Linked DNA regions of Zea mays: region 2 is linked to region 1. A link is a contact called in public Hi-C data. All regions are on one chromosome and are shown on one strand. The core of a region is the stretch at or near the end of the contact, and the rest is flanking DNA. Distances in the headings are between cores, read along the strand shown. Region 1 holds the start of LOC100282174 (para-hydroxybenzoate--polyprenyltransferase). Region 2 holds the start of LOC103654097 (pentatricopeptide repeat-containing protein At5g14770, mitochondrial).

Evidence for each region. Hi-C and Micro-C count contacts between places; a contact is called where the count stands out from the background.
Region 2: a Hi-C map of leaf shows a contact between it and region 1, with 5 times the contacts expected there. The contact joins the promoter of LOC103654097 here to the promoter of LOC100282174 in region 1. A contact is called at or near these places in 2 of 25 Hi-C or Micro-C datasets (endosperm and leaf).

The regions. Positions count from the first base shown.
Region 1 is chr4:174,310,517-174,315,499 of Zm-B73-REFERENCE-NAM-5.0, forward strand. LOC100282174 (para-hydroxybenzoate--polyprenyltransferase) reads left to right here and starts at 1,931. Exons shown (of 8, transcript NM_001155086.1): 1 at 1,931-2,583; 2 at 2,804-2,939; 3 at 3,441-3,562; 4 at 4,059-4,128; 5 at 4,226-4,375; 6 at 4,473-4,608; 7 at 4,693-4,789; 8 at 4,900-4,983. The coding sequence starts at 2,165. The coding sequence ends at 4,969.
Region 2 is chr4:174,839,654-174,844,636 of Zm-B73-REFERENCE-NAM-5.0, forward strand. LOC103654097 (pentatricopeptide repeat-containing protein At5g14770, mitochondrial) reads left to right here and starts at 1,974. Exons shown (of 4, transcript XM_035967404.1): 1 at 1,974-4,983. The coding sequence starts at 2,002. The coding sequence ends at 4,863.

The DNA.
Region 1 (4,983 bases), core at 681-3,180:
CTACGTAGTGAATCCCTAGTCATTCACCTCGATAGTAAAGATCGGGTCTGTACAACCCAAGCTAGGAATGGATCACGACTCGTGGGTAAAGTGTGCAACCTCTACAGAGTGTTAGAAACTGGTATATCAGTCGTGCTCGCGGTTATGAGCAGCCTTGGGGGCTCCTTTGATTAGAGTAACTTTGGATACTATTATGATGATGCTTAACGATGATGACTATCTTTATGGTATTTGGTATTTCCTCTTGGAGGGAGTACTATTTGGGTTAATAACTTTGGTTTATTATTAAATTTGGCTTTCTACTAGTAATAAATATCCGACCAACTAAAAGCAACTACTTTAAGCTTAACTCCACATACAGCTAGTCCACTTTAGCCAAACGGAACATTTGTTAAGTACGTTGATGTATACTCACCCTTGCTTTAAAAATACCCAACCCCAGGTTGTTCCCATTACAACCAATGCTTAGGAGAAGATGAAGGCAACATGGAGGACTTTCAGGAGTTTCAGGACTTTGGCGAGTTCTAGTTGTGTTTAGTGGCAAACCCCCAGTCAGCTGCTTGTAAAGGTCTTATCGTACTACGTTTCGTTCAACACTTTGATTATGACTTAAGTTAATGACTCTGTGGATGTCTTGGACATCTCGATGTAATAAAATACTATTTCCGCTATTATTTTGAGCAATGTGTGATGATGTCCAACTATGTAATCGTTGTGTACGCGAATTTCTGATCCTGGCACGTACATAGTTCGTATTCGGTTTGCCTTCCAAAACCGGGTGTGACACGTGTCTAGCATTGTGCTAAATGAGTCGACAGTAAATGGGTTGTGCCCGTGTCGCCCGATAGGCTTGTACCTAAGCCCAAGCACAACCCATAACGAGGCCCATGTCTGCTTGGGCATGGTTACTATCATACTGTGTCAAAATGGTCGTGCCTCGTGCCGGCCATATAGCCCGGTCCATGTGGTTAGTGCTGAAAATATGGGTCGAGCTTTTTAGGCCAGCACCAAGCACGTCTAAAAATAGGAACTCAAAGCATGGCCCGGCACGAAATAACATAGATCAGGCTGGCACGACCCAAAGGCGGACCTCGACCGGGCCTCAAATCCTGGTTCGTCAGCCCCTGGCACGGCCCGCACACATAGGCTGGGCTTGGACCGGCACGGTCTAATAAAACCTATATTGTTTAATTTCTTTAATTTAGTGAGCTATAGACTTTATATTGTTGTAATATTTGTACTTTATGGGTTAATTGACGCTATCATTGTCTGATAGCTTTAATTTAGTAAGTTATGAACTTTATGTGATTATAATATTTGGATTTATGTAGTTCAAATATGGGTTGGGAGCTCAATAAAGACACGACGTGCTTTAGCGTCAGGTTAGGCCATTGTTTCTATTCTTTAGACGGGCACGGAAACAGCTCAAAAAATTTAAGTCTTATTAGCTCGAACTTATTTGATATAAAGCACGATGGGCTTAGGCCATGCCGGGCCCACCCGGCCCAATTTCTGTAGTGGTCACCTATATTTGTCGTAGATTGTATGTAGATTGTATGCAGTTTGGTGGTCCTGTACAGACATGTACTAGATACTACACATAAGTAGGTAGAAGTAGATTGAATGAATATATAATTCAGCTGCCAGCAAGATACAGCTTCAGTACCTATCTTGCTCTGCTGACTGCTGGGCAACAACATGAGCACGCAGATTCTTTTCCTAAATGCTTCTAAACAAAACAACGCAGCATACTCCATGGATCTGAGAGTTTTGCTCAGTTATCGGCAGGCAGCTGCACATCACTGATCTGAGAGTTTTGCTCGCATCGCAGTCGCAGGGGTCGTCTTCTTCTCCGATGATATTTGCTCACGTACCACTGAACCCAGACGGACTCTTGTAACCAAATGTTTCATTGATGGTCAAAAAGCCCATCAGAAACAGACATAAACATTTGGGCCGGGCCCTCCCTTTGCCTCTCCCTCCCTCCATAGGCCCTAGCCCATAGCCCCGTCGTCGCAATCGCAGTCGCCACCCGCCGCCGTTCCGCCGGCAAGCCGTCCGTCTCCGCCGCCCGCCCCATCCAGGAGAAGCCTGCCACCAGAACATTCAACTGGCCTTCGTTGGAAATCCGTCCGTTCCCCACAACTGAACTGACAGGCCACCCATGGCGCTGCTCCGCGCCGCCGTATCCGAGCTCCGCCGCCGGGGCCGCGGGGCTCTTACCCCTCTCCCGGCGCTGTCATCTCTCCTCTCCTCGCTGTCTCCCCGGAGCCCAGCCTCCACCCGCCCCGAGCCTAATAACCCCCACGCCGACCGGCGTCACGTCATCGCGCTCCGCCGGTGCCCGCCGCTCCCGGCGTCGGCCGTCCTCGCCCCCGAGCTGCTCCACGCCAGGGGTCTCCTCCCGAGGCACTGGTCGCACGCCTCACCGCTCTCCACCTCCTCCTCCTCTTCCAGACCCGCGGACAAGGCGCAGCTCACGTGGGTGGACAAGTGGATCCCGGAGGCGGCGCGGCCGTACGCCATGCTCGCCCGCCTCGACAAACCCATTGGGACCTGGCTCCTCGCCTGGCCCTGCATGTGGTACGCCTTTCTTTCTTCTTCCGCTGATTCTCGATTGAATACTCTGCATCGTCATGCCTCGCTCACTGCATAGGTGAGACGGTGTCTCATTCAATTAGTTCATGCTTCCAACACTCCAACTAACTGAAAAAAAAAACAGAAAAGTTCACTATTGCTTTACGAAAGATGAAATTGAAAAGCTGTTCTGTGTTGAAGAAAATATCAGACCTTTGCTTCACAGGTCGATCACAATAGCAGCAATGCCAGGGGATTTGCCAGACTTGAAAATGCTGGCACTCTTCGGATGTGGAGCTGTCCTTCTCAGGGGGGCTGGTTGCACGGTGAATGATCTTCTGGATCGCGACATTGATAATAAGGTGATTTTGCTTCCTTTTGATGTTCTGATTTCTGATGGCGCCTCGCACTTAAACTAAACCAAGCACAAAATTAGTTGATCAATGGAAAAAAAAACTGTTAGGTCCCGTTTGTTTCCTTTCATTTTGAGGAATTGGAATCTTACTAATGGAATAGGCTATTTTTTTAGGATGTGACATTCCACCACTTTTCAAATATCATATAAGCTTATCTCAAATTCATGGGGTGAGAAATGAAAATTGATTCTATAGATTTGCATACTATTTTTCCGATGTACAACTTATAACACACTCTTTTATTTGCTTCGCTATAACATAAATGTAGTATATAAATATCTCCCTCATATGATTTAGTGTAATATACAAATATATTACATATATAAATATATGAACTTAATTAGTTTTGTCTAAATTATAATTATTAAAATGGAATTGAATTCCAACGAAACAAACGGGGCCTTATGGACGTTACATGCCTTTATCTGGTGCCATATTTCTCCATAGGTTGAGCGCACCAGAAGTAGGCCTTTTGCCTCAGGAGTGCTTACTCCTTTACAGGGAGTGGGCTTCCTTGGAATTCAGCTTCTATTGGGACTGGGCATTCTTCTACAATTGAATAACTACAGGTATTTAGACTCAGGTGCTTCTTTGGCTGATGCGGCTGACGCTATTATATGACTATCCATGTTCCCTCAACCACTTATCAGTGAGTGTCCACACTCCACAGCAGGACATTACGATCAAAATATTTATGTCCAGCAATTTGATTTGATGAGAGCCGTACTCTACTTCCCGTGTTCTTTATATCTTGTTTCTGTGATAAACTCACTGCTACCTCCGATCACAAGTATAAGGACACCACCAGCATGCTCTTCAGAATGGCATTTCGACTAGCAACATCTATAAAAATATATTGAGTGATATATAAGGAATTTTTTCCATCATCAATCTAGTCATGTCAATCTTGTATTTTCAGTCTGTATAAAACTTTAGATAATAGACAAAGTCATAATATGTGCCTGTTAATACTTTCTTATCTTTGCACTACCTGAAAGTGAAAACAAATGTATATTGATTATAAGGGCAGTTTATATGTAATTTTTGGCATTTTCCTGTGTGTAGTCGTATTCTGGGGGCGTCTTCACTTGTTCTGGTCTTCTCGTATCCCCTGATGAAGAGGTTCACATTTTGGGTATGTGTTATATTTGTGTATATGGAGGCTTATATAGAATGGTATATTATTACTTACAGAGTGAGGGCTTGTATTTCTTTTGGTGCATTAATAACAGCCTCAGGCTTATCTTGGCCTGACATTCAACTGGGGAGCTTTACTAGGGTGGGCTGCTATTAAGGAAAGCATAGACCCTGCAATCATCCTTCCATTGTATACAGCTGGTATTTGTTGGACGCTGGTGTATGATACTATATATGCGCATCAGGTGTTTCGCTATCCCTACTTTCATATTAATCCTTGATGAAGTGGCCATTTCATGTTGTCGCGGTGGTCTTATACTTGCATATCTCCATGCATCTCAGGACAAAGAAGATGACCTGAAAGTAGGAGTCAAGTCCACAGCATTAAGATTTGGAGATTTGACCAAATACTGGATCAGTGGCTTTGGCGCGGCATGCGTCGGCAGCTTAGCACTCAGTGGTTACAATGCTGACCTTGGTTGGTGTTTAGTGTGATGCTTGAGCGAAGAATGGTATTGTTTTTACTTGATATTGACTCCAGACCTGAAATCATGTTGGACAGGGTGGCCCTACTATCCATTCATAGCAGCTGCAGCTGCCCAGTTAGCGTGGCAGGTTTCGACCGTGGATCTGTCTAGCCGCTCAGATTGCAACAAGAAGTATGTTTTATCCACTATCTATTGATATTATAATGTCTGCCACGTGATGTGGTTGTTGATGTTACAGTCTTATGATGAAAGCTTAAATTCATTGAGTTGATGCCCTGCAGGTTCGTGTCCAACAAGTGGTTTGGAGCTTTGGTATTTAGTGGGATTCTATTTGGGCGTCTTGTATCATGATGGTTAGCTGATGA
Region 2 (4,983 bases), core at 724-3,223, 530 kb after region 1:
GGACACTTTTTTACTATCTCCAGCAAACTTTCTATCTTACTCCTTATCTCACTCTTATTTTAAACTTCTCTTTATAAATAGTGCATCTACCTTGCACAAAAAAACAGTGCTATATATACCCACATACACGGCGCTCCTGTAGCTGCTTTTTGTGGACTACGGTTTACTTTGCGGCGCGCGCGTGGGCCGAGTTGAACACTCGGCCGATTTTTTTATTAAAAATATTTACATTTGGACCCTAGAATTTTTAAATGCAACTTTAGACCCAAAGCTCGGCGTTATGGGCTGTGGCGCCGAGCTAACACATCTCGGCGCCCTTTGTCGTCGTAACTCTTCCAACTGTATTTCCTCGTCTCTTACAAAAAATAGTAAGTACGGGTCTAACATTACAGCTGGTGCAAAACAATAAATAAATATCAACCTCATTGTAATCTACCATATGTCCACAAAAATATCTAACACCAAGTTCGGAAGGAACTAATCCATATTTAGCTTCAATACCACATTTGCAGAGTACTGGATCAAACTTCAACTCTTTCGCCCACCGTTTTTTTTCTCTTTTCCTTTACCTCTGCCTCTGGCCAATGGGACAAAGGACCATACAACCACTCTCTGAAACGACACTTACGCCACCCGTATGGCTGCAGGAGAATAAATTAGTAATTTATTGTAAAAAACAAGTTTATATAACCTCGCGCATCGATGGGCTCACATAATCAATGTTCGGACACACGAAGTGCTTCACAGTGTTTTCGTCGATGACAGTACGATCTCCACAATCGCATCGAGACGGTGAGTCCATCCTTCTTTCTGTTGCTACCTCCTTTTCCGCATCCGTCATTGGTGGAGGATTCGAGGGAGGAGGTATCCAACGTTTAAAACGCTCATGACTAGTCTTTCCACACGACCAATTAGTGAAAAGAAAATATCGAGGGTCAAATTTATCAGGACCATCGATCCACTGGAAAAAGAAACACCTCAGGTGCTCCTAAAACAATGGAACGAAGCACTATTACACATCTAGTAAATAAAAAATTCAAACAAAATTAAGTCACAAGTCATAAGCTACGTACGTTAAAACCGCCACAAAGGTAGACGCAGCGAGCAGCCGTGTCTGGATGTTTGGATTGACATACCCAAGCTAGTCTGCCACAGTCATAATTAAGCACAGAAAGTTTAGGAGGAACAGGAGCATCCTTACTAGATACGTCCGGATATAACTTCCGAGGACGACCTCTCTTCTGCCATAACGCCTCCCGGTACATATCTTTCATCTAATAAACGATTATAATTATCACTTGTACCTAATAGACTTTATAATCGGTTTACACAAACTATCAAATGAAATGTACTCATCATATTAACGATACTATATATATTATGAGCAACATTGGAAACTAATAATCGAAAAAGTACATCCCAATATACAAAACGAATCAGTGAGACACCAAACCTTGGTCTACGAAGTGTTGCAACTCGAAACTTTGAATACAACAACTTTTGACGAAGTTTTGAATTGAGAGGAGATGAGGTCTTCTCCGCCAGCAGCGCGACCGATTTTATAGGCCTCCGTAGCTCGGCGCCAAGATCTGTGGCGCCGAGCTACGAGGCCGCATCGACGCCGCGTCATCCGTAAGACGCAGGTAGCCGTTAGTGCCACGTCAGAGCTCGGCGCCATAGCCTATGGCGCCGAGATGTGTTACCTCGGCGCCATAGGCTATAACGCCGAGTATCGGGTCTAAACATGCATATAAAATTTCTGGGGGTTTAATTGTATATTTTTGTCGCATAAAGGGCTAAAAAACAAAAAATTCGGAACACCCGAACGCATATTTCGGCTGGGCTGGCATTTTCTACCACTGGGCTCATCTAGTAGCCACTAAAGCCCACCAGCTTCTCCCCAGCCAGGCCCAACGGGCTCTGTCCTCGGCCTTCCTCAGCAACTCCCCTCCCCTCCCCTCCCCTCCACTCCATTCCCCTCGTCGCCGACCACCACCCACCATGGCGGGGGCGGCATCTCCGCCTCAGGCCCTACCCCCGGCCCCGACCCTCCAGGCCTCCTTCCTCTGCTCCCTCGCGCTCGCCTTCCTCCGGGCCGGCCGCCTCTCCGCTGCCTCTCACGTCGTCTCCTCACTCCCCGCTCCGCCTCCCGCCCGCCTCCTCCGCCGCCTCATCCCCGCGCTCGCCTCCTCGGGCCTCGTCGCCGCCGCCTCCCGCTTCCGCCCCGTCCCAGGTGACCCGCTCACCCTCAACTCCATCATCCTCTCCTACTGCAGCCTCCACGCGCTCCGGCCCGCGCTTAGCCTGCTCCGTTCCTCCTCGGGGCCCCAGCCGCAGGTCGCGGCCGACACCGTCAGCTACAACATCTTCCTCGCTGGCCTCTCCGAGCAGGGACACGGGAGGCTCGCGCCGCCCGTGCTCTCCGAGATGTGCAAGCGCGGCGTGCCCTGGGACGGGGTCACCATGAGCACGGCGCTCGTGGGGCTGAGCAGGACCGGACTTGTCGGCGAGGCCGCGGCGTTGGCGGAGATGCTGGTCCGAGGCCGAGGAATTGATGGCTTGGGTGTGGTGGGATGGAATGCTCTCATTGACGGCTACTGTAAAGTCCAGGACATGGCCGCAGCATTGGCGGTGGTGGAGAGGATGACTACACAAGGGCTGTCGCTTGATGTGGTGGGGTACAATACCCTGGTTGCCGGGTTTTTCTACTCCGGCGATGCTGATGCTGCATGGGAGGTAGCGGAGAGGATGAAGGCGGATGGGGTGGAGCCGAGTGTGGTCACACACACGACGCTCATTGGGGAGTATTGTAAGATGAAGCGGATCGAGGAGGCGTTCACTCTGTACGAGGGTATGGTCAGGTCGGGTGTGCTGCCTGATGTGGTCACCCTTAGTGCTCTTGTTGATGGCCTATGCAGGGATGGCCGGTTCTCAGAGGCATATGCACTTTTCAGGGAGATGGACAAGATTGGAGTCGCTCCAAACCATGTGACATATTGTACATTTATCGATTCATTAGCGAAAGTGCAGAGGGTGAACGAGTCACTGGGTCTATTGGGAGAGATGGTCTCAAGGGGCGTGGCCATGGATCTGGTCATGTATACAACTGTGATGGACCGTTTAGGTAAGGAAGGGAAGATTGAGGAAGCTAAGGATGTGCTTCGGCATGCTTTGTCGGATAATATTACTCCCAATTGTGTAACTTACACTGTACTGGTCGATGCACACTGCAGAGCTGGCAATATCGATGGCGCAGAGCAGATGCTGTTGCAAATGGAGGAGAAATCCGTTAGCCCCAATGTTGTCACATTCTCATCAATCCTCAATGGTCTTGTTAAAAGAGGATGCATCGCCAAAGCAGCTGGCTATATGAGGAAGATGAAGGACAGTGGCATTGCTCCTAATGTTGTTACTTACGGAACGCTTATCGACGGCTTCTTCAAGTGCCAGGGGCAAGAAGCAGCTCTTGATGTGTACCGTGATATGTTGCATGAGGGTGTTGAGGCAAACAACTTTATTGTTGACTCACTGGTGAATGGTTTGAGAAAGAATGGGAATATAGAGGAAGCTGAAGCATTATTTAAAGATATGGGTGAACGTGGTCTGTTGCTAGACCATGTCAACTATGCCACCTTAATGGATGGGCTTTTTAAAACAGGAAACATGCCAGCTGCTCTTAAGGTTGGTCAGGAGTTGATGGAGAGAAATCTGTCACCTGATGCTGTTGTCTATAATGTGTTTATCAATTGCCTTTGCAGGCTTGGCAAGTTCAGTGAAGCAAAATCTTTTTTGAAAGAGATGAGAAATACGGGCTTAGAACCTGATCAAGCAACATATAACACTATGATTTCTGCACAGTGTCGGGAAGGGAATACCTCAAAAGCTCTAAAGCTACTGAATGAAATGAAGTGGAGTTCAATAAAGCCTAATCTCATCACATATACTACACTTGTTGTGGGCCTTCTTGAGGCTGGGGTTGTGGAGAAGGCAAAATATTTACTAAATGAGATGGCTTCTGCTGGATTCACTCCAACCCCTCTGACTTATCGAAGGGTGCTGCAAGCATGTTCTGGAAGCAGGAGCCCGTACGTGATTTTGGAAGTTCATGAATTGATGATGGGTGCTGGTCTTCATGCTGATATCACTGTCTATAATACACTCGTGCATGTTTTGTGTTGCCATGGAATGACAAGAAAAGCTACAATTGTTTTGGATGAAATGTTGGGGAGAGGAATTGCACCAGACACTATCACATTCAATGCTCTCATTCTTGGCCATTGTAAGAGCAGTCATCTAGATAATGCATTTGCAACGTATGCTCAGATGCTTCATCAAGGACTCTCACCAAATATAGCTACATTCAACACACTTCTGGGTGGCCTTGAGTCCGCTGGAAGAATTGGAGAGGCAGATACTGTTATCTGTGAGATGAAGAAGATGGGCCTTGAACCCAATAATCTCACCTATGATATACTGGTGACAGGATATGCAAAGAAAAGCAACAAAGTTGAAGCACTGAGGCTGTATTGTGAGATGGTGAGTAAAGGCTTTATTCCCAAAGCAAGCACATATAATTCACTCATAAGTGACTTTGCTAAAGCTGGAATGATGAATCAAGCTAAAGAGTTGTTCAGTGAGATGAAAAGGAGAGGAGTTTTACATACGTCCTCAACTTATGATATCCTTTTGAATGGATGGTCAAAGCTTAGAAATGGAACTGAGGTAAGAATACTTCTCAAAGATATGAAAGAGCTAGGGTTTAAACCATCTAAAGGCACTATTAGTTCTATGTCCAGAGCATTTTCAAAGCCGGGAATGACTTGGGAAGCTCGACGTTTACTTAAGACCCTTTTCAAGGTTTAGGGAAAACATGAAGTGTCAATATATTATCTGTCTAGGATAGATGCTCAATTGAGATGATTCTCCCAGAACTGTACAGTTGCAAAAAGGGGTCCTTACTGTTGGAGTGTCTTCTTTGCTAAG